Regions from separate parts of the Mus musculus genome. Here region 2 is linked to region 1. Evidence: chromatin contacts called from public promoter capture Hi-C data. All regions are on one chromosome and are shown on one strand. Each heading gives the region's core, a stretch centred on a gene start, on an enhancer-like site or on the middle of the called end of the contact. The rest is flanking DNA. Distances are from core to core; before and after follow the strand shown.

Region 1 (5,102 bases), core at 1,567-4,066:
CCTTCAGTGTTGTTCTTCACAAGCATAGTCACTGAAATCTGGGGCTACTTGATTAGTTTGGCTAGTGACCCCAGGCAGGGTTTTTGTTTTTGTTTTTTAAGAATACTGAGGGTCCAACTGAGGTTCTCACACCTGCACCATATTACTTTACCAACTGAGGCATTTCCCCAATGTCACATTTTAATTCTGATGAGCAAGCAGAGCCAGCCAAATTAAGAACAACAACAAAAAACTATCACAGAAAAGAGATTTCTTCTTTCTTTCTTTCTTTCTTTCTTTCTTTCTTTCTTTCTTTCTTTCTTTCTCTCTTTCTTTCTTTCTTTCTTTCCTTCTTTCTTTCTTTCTTTCTTCCTCTCTCTCTCTCTCTCTCTCTCTCTCTTTCTTTTTTTCTTTCTTTCTTTCCTTCCTCCTTCCTTCCTTCCTTCCTTCCTTCCTTCCTTCCTTCCTCTCTCTCTCTCTCTCTCTCTCAGAAGGCAAAAATGAAACACTGTGGCTGTCTCTATTGGGCCCCTTTAAAACAGAGGCTGTGCGCATATTTCAGTAATCTAGCTCAGAGTTAAATAAATGATGCGTTTGATCTTGTTTGGGCGATCTGTAGTTCACAATGGGATGGAAAGCAGCGCCTCATCTTAAATCCCAGAGTCACACCTGCATTGTGACTAGATTTCCCCTTAACTGTCCCACGTCTGCTGGGTTTCTCACCTGGAAGGGCCAAGCCTCCCAGCGTCCCCTGCGTCCCCTGCTCGTCTGAGCCACAGGTCCACTTTTCGCAGCACTCCCCTGGCACTGCGACTTTTCTCGGAGCTGGGCAGTCAGGACCCGGCAGTAGCACGTCTAGCTGGCAGCGGGGCAGACAGCCAATCTGCCCATCTCTGCAGGTGCAGAAGTACTGACAGTTCGGCTCAAACTTCTCTCCGTTGCGGTAAATGACCCCATCGAACACACAGTTGTCTCCCTCTGGAACTAGAATATTCAGGCAGGAAGGCAAAGGGAAGAGGAGAGAAAGAGAGAAACGTGTAATTCAACTGGAAGCTGTGTAAAATGGTAGGACATGGTCAGAAGTTCTTCATTTTCTAGTGCAGATGACTGGCTTAGTATATGTCTTAAAGAGAGATAAGTCCTTGCGGTTGCTTCCAGAAGGAGGAGAAGGCACCAATCCCACCTGGTCCTCCTTTCTTCACCTAGTTCTCATGAGTGAGCAAAGAGGACTGTAAATACTGCAGACTCTGCACATGGCAATACACATATTCTGGTTAATTGATGGCTTCTGACACATCTCTACTTCCTTTCAAAAGTACCTACCCCGAAATGATTTCATTTCTAAGACAGAAACACAGAACAAAGACCAGAATAGATGCTGAAGTCATGCTCCAGAGACCCTATTCTCTAAAGAAGAGATGGTCTCCAAAGAGTCATCTTCTGTAGTAGTTTAGGATTTACAACCAAATAGGTTCACTGGTCAGATTGGGAAAGGCATTAAGTTTTCTTGATATTGAAGCACAGTATGTCACCACTAGCTGAAAGGGAGGGAGGGAGAGAGAGAGAGAGAGAGAGAGAGAGAGAGAGAGAGAGAGAGAGAGAGACAGAGAGAGAGAGACAGAGAGAGAGAGACAGAGAGAGAGAGAGAGAGACAGAGAGAGACAGAGAGAGAGACAGAGAGAGACAGAGAGAGACAGAGAGAGAGAGAGAGACAGAGAGAGAGACAGAGAGAGAGAGAGACAGAGAGAGAGACAGAGAGAGAGAGAGAGACAGAGAGCGCTTCAGACTCTTACCAAGGGTGGTAGGTATGACCCTAATTACAGTACCTGATGGGAAATTGATCTCCCATTGATTACTTCCCATAAGTCTCGGTTGGTGAGTTGCCTGCATTTTATTTTACTGTAGCTCAGATTGGAGTGTCATAGTCCTCCCAGGAGAAGGAGTTGCTTTGGCTCCAATTAGGACAATTACAGGTGTGAAAGCAAACTCTCTGGGCTGCTGCGGGTGGGGGGTGGAGGCAGAGGGGGACTATAGACCTGGGGGTAAGCTCATACTTCCATCACCCCAAGTGTTCCCCTGGAGCTGGCCAAACTCTGGCCCTTAACTCTGTTTTCATCCCTTCTCTAGGCGGCAAGTGACCTACCTGCACGGTGCATGTTTCCTCTCAGCCTGATACCCGGTACATTGAAAGCTCTCCACACATGTCAATTACTGTACTGCACTATTGCTACAAATGTTTTTGCTTAGTTCTCTGGGAAAGTAAAAAAAGAGGGCCAAGTTTCACCTAGCTGCCAGAGGAGAGGTCAGGCCAAGAAGGGGACAGCAGGGTGGGAATGGAGGTAGGATTACCCATGCAAATGCCAGTCTGGTTGTTGGGGTCTGCGCTGCGGTCACAGTAGAGACCACTGCTCTGGTCACAGGGTCTCATCTCAGAACAACTCTCCCCGCGCTGGCGGGCGCACACCGGACAGCAGGAGCAGCCGTCCAGCACCGAGCGCACCCCGGGGGCGCAGGTCGGTGATATACTGGGGCACTTGGGTGGGCACCGAGAAGGGCAGCGCAGAGATGCAGAGACCTAGGAAGATCGACGAGACAAGAAAACGAACTCAGGTTATCAGGGGCGAACCAAGGCAGGGTGAGCCCGGGACGGACCAGAGGCAGTCCAGGAGGTCCAAGTAATCGGGGGCATCTTAAGCGTGCGCCACTTACTTGACTTAAGAGATGGAAGAGCAGGAAGCCTAGGCAGAGGCATCGCTTTCGCAGGAAGAGGCTCATGTTCTGCCTGCTAGGGCTGTTACAGGCTGGAGATGGGACTGCCCCTTCACCCAGGTCTGGCTGAGCGGCGAGCGCCACCCGTGCAGGTTTTATAGTGCGCTCCAGGGACGCAAAACCGGTTGGCTGCACTGGGAGGAGGGGGTGGGGTGGGGGGAATCAGCTGGGTGGGGAAATAGAAGGAGCTCCGCGGTTGCCTTGGTGATGGGCCCCAAGGCAGCTCTCCTTAGGGCGTGGCGCCCGGCCTGAGTATGCCTCTGTGTGTGTGTGTGTGTGTGTGTGTGTGTGTGTGTGTGTGTGTGTGTGTGAGTGAGTGGACTGGCTTTTCCCTGAGCACAGGGAGGGACTGGGTGGAGCCCGGAGGCCAAGACCCCGAGCCAGCTACAGCTCGTGAGAAGGAAACACCCTCTTCCTCTGGGTGGTTGCTTCACCTTCCCCCTGACACCGCTACTTCCTAGCACCCTCCGCCCTCACAGTTCCAACCAGAGCTACAAATGTGGAGCTCTTGATCGGGATGCTTAAAGTTTGGAGCCATATGAGCTGGGCAGGGATTGGCCAGAGGCCCAGAAGTTTAGTCATAAGGGAAGCACATGCAAGTTTGTCACCCTTTATTGGGGGACTCTTTGAAATATTTTGAGGGGGTGGGTAGGAGGAAAGGACACGACACGACACACACACACACACACACACACACACACACACACACGAGGGAAATGAAATAACAGAAAAGAGTCACTTCATCAGAGTTGGGGGCTGCTATTGGCCAAATGGCCAAATTCTTCTGATTGTAATCACGCCAAGATTTGCAAAGTCTTAAAACCCAAGTTCTACATGCTCAGTAGAAATAAACATGAAACAATGGAACACAAATAAAAACGGGAGCAGGGAGACGTTTTCTAGTAGAGGAAAAGTCTTGAAGCATCTGCCATATGACATCAGATGTAAAACTGCTTCTAACTGCCTCACTGGCTTGCACTCAGTGCCCCATGAATGGAGCAGGAGCCTGAGAGAGGATGCTTCCTGCTTGACTTGACTCTCCAGCTGGCATTCATTTGCAAAAGAAAAAGGTGATGTGCTGAGGTATGCTTCCCTTCTGTCAGAAGAAATAGAGAGCAAGTTTGACCCCTTCAAAAATGACCAGCAGGCAGTGGCGCACACCTTTAATCACAGCACTTGGGAGGCAGAGACACATGGATTTCTGAGTTCGAGGCTAGCCTGGTCTACAAAGTGAGTTCCAGGACAGCCAGGGCTATACAGAGAAACCCTGTCTTAAAAAAACAAAACAAAACAAAACAAAACAAAACAAAACCAAAAAAGTGACCAACAGATTTAAAACATGTTTTCGCCTTGACTTCAGTATTATGCCCCTTGGTGGGGAGGGACTATGCGCACGCAGCCCTCTTGAGGATAGCTACTTCAAATCACCAAACCAAACCAAATCAACCAACCAACCAACCAACCAACCAACCAACCAAACAAACAAAACACTTGGTGAGCAAGATTATACAGGCTTGTATAGCTCTAGACTTTACAAAGAAACAAATTGCCCTTGCATTACTGACCTTCAGCAGGAGGGAAACCAATGGCAGAGTGCATAGGGAGCCCGGGCTGTCCCTCTAATACTCCAAGATGGCACAGTCACTTCTACCTCCTTTATGGCTATTCTTTTAGAGCTCAGAACTGCTCAGATGCATTCCCACAATGGTGACAATTCTGCTTTTGTTTGGCACACTCTGGATGAGAAGCATGCAAAGTTTAGGCAGAGGTAGGGGAGCTAATTTGCACATCTGATTGGAGGCGTCCATCAGGTTAGTGGGGCTCATGTATCACCTGGCTCTGCCATGCTTCCATCCAGCTGCACATCCGAGACAATGAGAGCGCACGTCTCCCAAAATCGCTGATTCTTGACCCTCTCCAGGGTGGCTCTTGGGATGTTGAATTTTAGTGCCTGATTAAATGGAAGCTAACTTTGGGCAAAGGAATTGGGCACAGCACTGAGTTTGGGCTTCAGTCTGGGAAAGGGTGAGGAAGGGAAGAAAGGTGTAATTTAAGGACAAGGAAATGGCAGACACACTTCTATGTTATGGCTAATCTGGTGCTGTTATGTATTCAAATGCTGAATACTGGCTCCTGAGATTTGGTTACCCCAGTGAACAAATCCTCCTGTATACCAAGTGATGCTATGTAACCTTGTTCCCTAAGTTAATTGGTCAGTAAAAGGCTAAAGCTCTTGATTGGATAGTTGATAAAATAGGTGGGTTTTCAGTTACCTGGCTGGGGATCACAGGTAGAGAGACTGGGAGAGAAGAAAGGAAACCAAGAGAGGAGGAAGCCACCATGACAGGACATGG
Region 2 (5,102 bases), core at 1,703-4,202, 170 kb before region 1:
GCCCCAGCTTGTCATTGAGAGATGGAAAGTTAAAGTCCAGTGAACACTATTAGTAATAGATTAAAATTAGATTATGAATTAGGTCCAGCCGTTCGACATGTGAGGCACTGACAATCAAGTCACTGTCGTTTATTCTTATGTTTTCCTAAATGTGGTCCTTGCATGGCTTGTATCAGAACAAACCATTGTGTCCTTCTTGTCTGTCCCCTAAAGTCTCCTTTCTTCTCTTACCCCTTAGAACCAGTGGAGTAGAATCTCGGGACAAGGCATACATATCACATTTTAATACCTGCTCCTCAGGGGGATCCTTATGGGCCATAACGTTGGAGACTAGAGTGTTCTTGAGGCCAAGTTGCTTACCAGGTATTTACAGGGTTAGGGTTTTCTCTGCCAGAGGGCAGTGTTCTCTGAAATATGCTGGGTTCATAAGCCACACTGGACGTTTACAGCTTTTTTTCGCCCCTATATTCTTTTTGCTGTATTGAGCCAGCCAGCGATGTGTGTCAAAACCTTAAACACAATAACAGGTGAGCTTTATTTCTTTTGAAATATTTTGTACTGTAGTCTAGTATTTTAGGTGGATTTTTTTTGACCTATTGTCTACATTACCAGGCTCAGAGTTTTCTTTATTTGAGATAATGAGAGTTAATTGTGTTTTACAGTTGATTCGATGCCAAGATAAGGCTATCCTCCTGACTGCCTAATCTATAATGATTACCTTGTAGTAAAAATCTGCTTGCTTTCTGTCTTGCCCAGCAGCCCTGTTGGGGGTGGAGACATGAGAATTGCTGAGGACTTCTGGCTGCTAGCCTGGCTCGGGCTTCAGTGAGACTCCCTATTTCAACAGAATAAGGGACAGAGTAATAAGGAAGGACACTCAAAGCCCTTCTGTGGCTTCCACACATGGAAAGCACATATACCTTCATATACATATGCACATATAAAACACACACACACACAATTTGCTTAACTATAGCTAGATGGTGTGTATGCATTTAGACACCTGTGTATATTCTTATATGTGTATGTGCATGTTTATGTGTACACATGTATGTGTATGTACATGTGTATGTGTGTGCATGTGTATATTTGTATATATGCACGTGTATGTAGGTGTGTGCATGCTCATGTGTGCATGCTTTGTCCAGTCCCTGATGCACAGTGATCTGGGTGAAAATACAATTCTTTGGCAGAATGGCTCACAGAAACAGTGGCTCATCTTGATCCTTTTCGATCAATGGGTAATCCAGTGCTGTACAGATCATGATATACGTGACCAACTTGCTCTCACGCTTTGTGGCCCCCTCTCTCCTGCACAGCTAGTTTGCTTTCCATAAAAATAAAACAACAAAATACAAAATGATCTTCAGTTTCTGAGCTGTATTTTTTTTTCCTTCCAAGGAGAGCCTAGGTTTTCTTAGAGATGGGTTTCTATGTCAGAGAAAGTCTCAAGTTTCTGGGACCTACAGGCTGGGGAGGCTGGAGAGAAAAGGAGGCCATTTGTTTTCAGATCCTCTGTAGCATGCAGGGTACACTGAAATAACAGTGCAGACCCAATGATTTCCTTTTGGTTTACAGATTTCCCTGAGAACAGCAGATTTGCATCTCGAGATGGAATATATAGTAGAAAAACCTTACATGGGGTTAACATCTTTTAGAAGCCTTGCTAAATAATGAACTCCAGATCAGTTTAGCTTGGCATACAGACTAAAGCAAGAGGCTTGTAGATAAATTCATAGCCTGCCCGCTCTGCGAGAGTCCAAAGCTAAGAGGATCCTAGAAGAGCCACTGAGTGTCTGGCAGTGTCTCTTCTTCTTTTCAATGAGCTGTTTACTAAATTCTAGAGTTTCTAATGAAACCCAGGCTTACTCTGCGATCCACGTAAACAAGCTCTTGGCTTTTGTGCTATCGGGTTTTATGCGAGCAGAGCCACGGGGGCTTCCTTTAAGCAGTTGCTGCCTGGAAGGTTCCTGTTTGTTTACGTATGCACATATGTGCTCTGCAAGAATGATCGTCAAGGGGCCCGGTAGGGGAAAGCCAAAAACAAGCCTCCCCTCATTTGAATCCTAAAGGCATATAATATGGAAACGACTTTCCGATTTAGAGGCTTCTAAATTTGGTGTGGTTGCCAAGTTGCAAAATTGCTTAGGATAGAAGCTTCAACACACACAAGAGCCTCCCGGGACAGTCTCTTCAAAGGAGATGCGCATTTGACAGGAATTCTTGCAGCCATTGCCACTTTCAAGCTAAATTCAAGGCTAATGAAGCTCCCTCCCCTACTGTCCTTTATGCCTGCGTCCTACCCCACCCCCACTCCACAGACAAGCTGACTTTTGTCAGGAATGGGTAGAGACTGGAATGATATTGTCTGTTTCTCATACTCAGAAGGGCTTTATGCAGCTTAAGCTGGCAGCCCCAGTATTTTGATAAAAGTTACTAGTGTAAAATTTAACAACATGAAGGGAAAATAATGTTATCTCTCGTGTGAGTTGCAATTTTGGAAGCTCCCATTGTGTGAAGCTCCCAAGGAATCAGAAGTAGCTGACAATGTATTTATATAGATACAGGGTCATTCCAACTGCCAGAAAAATAAACAAATGGTAAAGACAGAGATTTGTTTGGTTTATAAATTGTACCCCCCCCCCTTGTTTAAAAAAAAAACCCTGAAGTTGGGGGGTTGAGGGCATCAAATAACTACATAGTAAACGCTTCGAGCTGATGGGAAATTCTGGGCAGCTCTGATTCATTTTTATCGGATAAAGTACATTTGGTTTCTCTTTTGACAAACCATGTATTTGAGAGGGAAGAAAAAAAAAATCGAACATGCACTGTTATTGGCCACAGCTACACAAGAAGTCCTCCGGTTGCCAAAGGATACCACATGAAAGTGTCTGTTCAAGGGGAGGGGCCGGTCGGGGGGTGGGGCCAAGAAGGATGTTGCCTTAAGCCTCTTCTGCTCAGAGTTGCAATTTGTGAACCAACTGTGATGAAATCGAGCTCTGCACGAATCAGATGCGCCTGTCAACTTCCCAGGTGGGATTGCTTGGAGTTAACAGCCTGAACGCAGAGCCCCGAAAGCAGAGCATTCAGGGCAAGCAGAGAACACCCTGCAGAGGTTTTCCAAGAATCCCTCGGCATGGCAAGACAAGGCTGTTTCGGGTCATACCAGGTAGGAGGATGGTACGGTGACTAGCGAGGTGCCGAATCTCTCCGATCACTACCATTTGAATTCGATTTTTTTTCTTTTTTCTTTTTCCTTGTTCAAATTCAGACATCATCTGAGAATGCCTTTCCGAATTGGCAGGATTCGGGTTGTTAGGGTCATCTGAACTGCTTCCATGCACTTTGAATGCATCTAATCTAGTTGTGTTTGACAACTTGATCTCCTTATCCCCTTAGGTAATATCCTTGTTCACTTTTGCCATCGGCGTCAATCTCTGCTTAGGATTCACAGCAAGTCGAATTAAGAGGGCCGAATGGGATGAAGGACCTCCCACAGGTAAGAGTATCCGTTATTAGCAGTTTTGTTTCTTTAACAGTACTGTGCAGGGCGATACATTTAGCCCAAGGTGAGAATAGGTTATCGCTTTAATGTTGGAGAAGGATGGGGCTGACAGGTTCCACGTGGTGGTACAGAGGGTTGAGACGGCTGTGTTGTGTAAAGTACATTATTTGCTATCAGAAAGTTCTATCCTAGGAATGAGAAAAAAGGAAGTTAAAAAAGGCAATAAACTTTTTTTTTTAAAAGTGAAACTAGAAATTTATTTATAACTTTGGGACTAAGATTTACTGAGACTAGGGGAACCCTCAAGGTGAGTTTAGAGAGGAGATCTGTGATCGCTGTGTTTCCTTCTGGAAGAAGGCAAGGTGAGTTTTCGGAGCTGACTTAACTAACACAGCTGGAGTGAATGGGGCTCCTTTGCAGTGGGCTGTACCCAGCGGAGTGGGGCTTCATAAAGGAACGTTTGTGCAGGCTGAGGGGGCCTAGCTGACCTGGTCTTAAGCAATGGCTTGGTTAATTTCCTGGAAATTGGAGCTGCTGATGGTTTCAGAATTAAAAATTGCATTCGAAATGACAGGTACTCTAGGGGGCAATATTTTCTTCCCTTTCTCTGACATCACAGTATGTCTTCTGTCTCCCCGGGAATTTGGTGTTTCTCTGTGTTTCTTGATTGGCACTCTATGAAACACCACCTGCCTTTATACCACCATAAATGTGTATTATTAAATGAGGCATAGTGGAATACTGAATCTTCCACATGGCAAGTTATCTGACTTAGGCTTGAGAAGAAGGTTGAAGGTACAGTAGGTGATGAGGGTGAAGGAGCTGCAGTGTGTTTTGGAGAAAGAATGTGAAAACAGATCTTAAAAAACTGTGGCCCCGGGGAGCCTGAGGGACAAAACTGCATTGTGTTTCTTTGGGGAGAGAGGAGAGGGATTGCTGGGCCAGAAGAGAAGGCTGTTTTTATTGGAGGCAAACACTGTCTTCAAAGCCTTCTTTTTGACCCTCGCTAAGGCTGATTGTGACAGGGGACTAGGTCCTTGGCCTGAGCATGCAGCTCTGACAGCCCATGGCCGGGTCTTTCCACTGTGCGGAAAAGGAACCAATTTTCTGCTTTCTTTAAATGATAGTGGCAGGAATCGATGCTGTTTCTTTGATGACTGCATTATTTTCAAACTTGGCCATTATTTTTTTTTTTGGACTATGGATCATCAAAGTACCAGCCTGGGACCCTGAGTCCATATTAATAAGTGCTCCTTTCACAGGCAAGTCACTTGTAATGCCTCAGCCCTCAGCAATGAGCATCAGTTTAGAAGACTTTATCTTCTAGATTGTTAAAAATAAAATAATAAAAAAACATTTCCTCCATCCTGTTTCATCTCCTATTAAATGTGTGTGATCTCTACCAGAAAATGTGAAAAGTATGGATTAAATGTATTAGTCCCTGAAAACACTGCTCATATAATAAACTACTTCCATATGTTGTAGGGAATAGATACAAGACAAGTAATGTCAATATTACTTCTGGAAACTAGTCTAGTCTACAGTACTGCTGATCAATTAGATAGCGTTAGACCTACTACAGAGTACTGCTTCTTGA

Evidence for each region. Promoter capture Hi-C pulls out the DNA fragments that hold promoters and counts their contacts.
Region 2: a contact with region 1 is called in a promoter capture Hi-C map of embryonic stem cells. The contact joins the promoter of Enpp2 here to the promoter of Ccn3 in region 1. A contact is called at or near these places in 1 of 39 promoter capture datasets (embryonic stem cells), 1 of 115 datasets of contacts at active chromatin or transcription factors (embryonic stem cells) and 1 of 9 other capture datasets (liver).

What each region holds. Positions count from the first base shown.
Region 1 is chr15:54,743,624-54,748,725 of GRCm38.p6, reverse strand. Ccn3 (cellular communication network factor 3) reads right to left here and starts at 2,816. Exons shown (of 5, transcript NM_010930.5): 1 at 2,689-2,816; 2 at 2,329-2,554; 3 at 703-963. The coding sequence starts at 2,754.
Region 2 is chr15:54,917,996-54,923,097 of GRCm38.p6, reverse strand. Enpp2 (ectonucleotide pyrophosphatase/phosphodiesterase 2) reads left to right here and starts at 2,952. Exons shown (of 25, transcript NM_015744.4): 1 at 2,952-3,169; 2 at 3,400-3,499. The coding sequence starts at 3,137.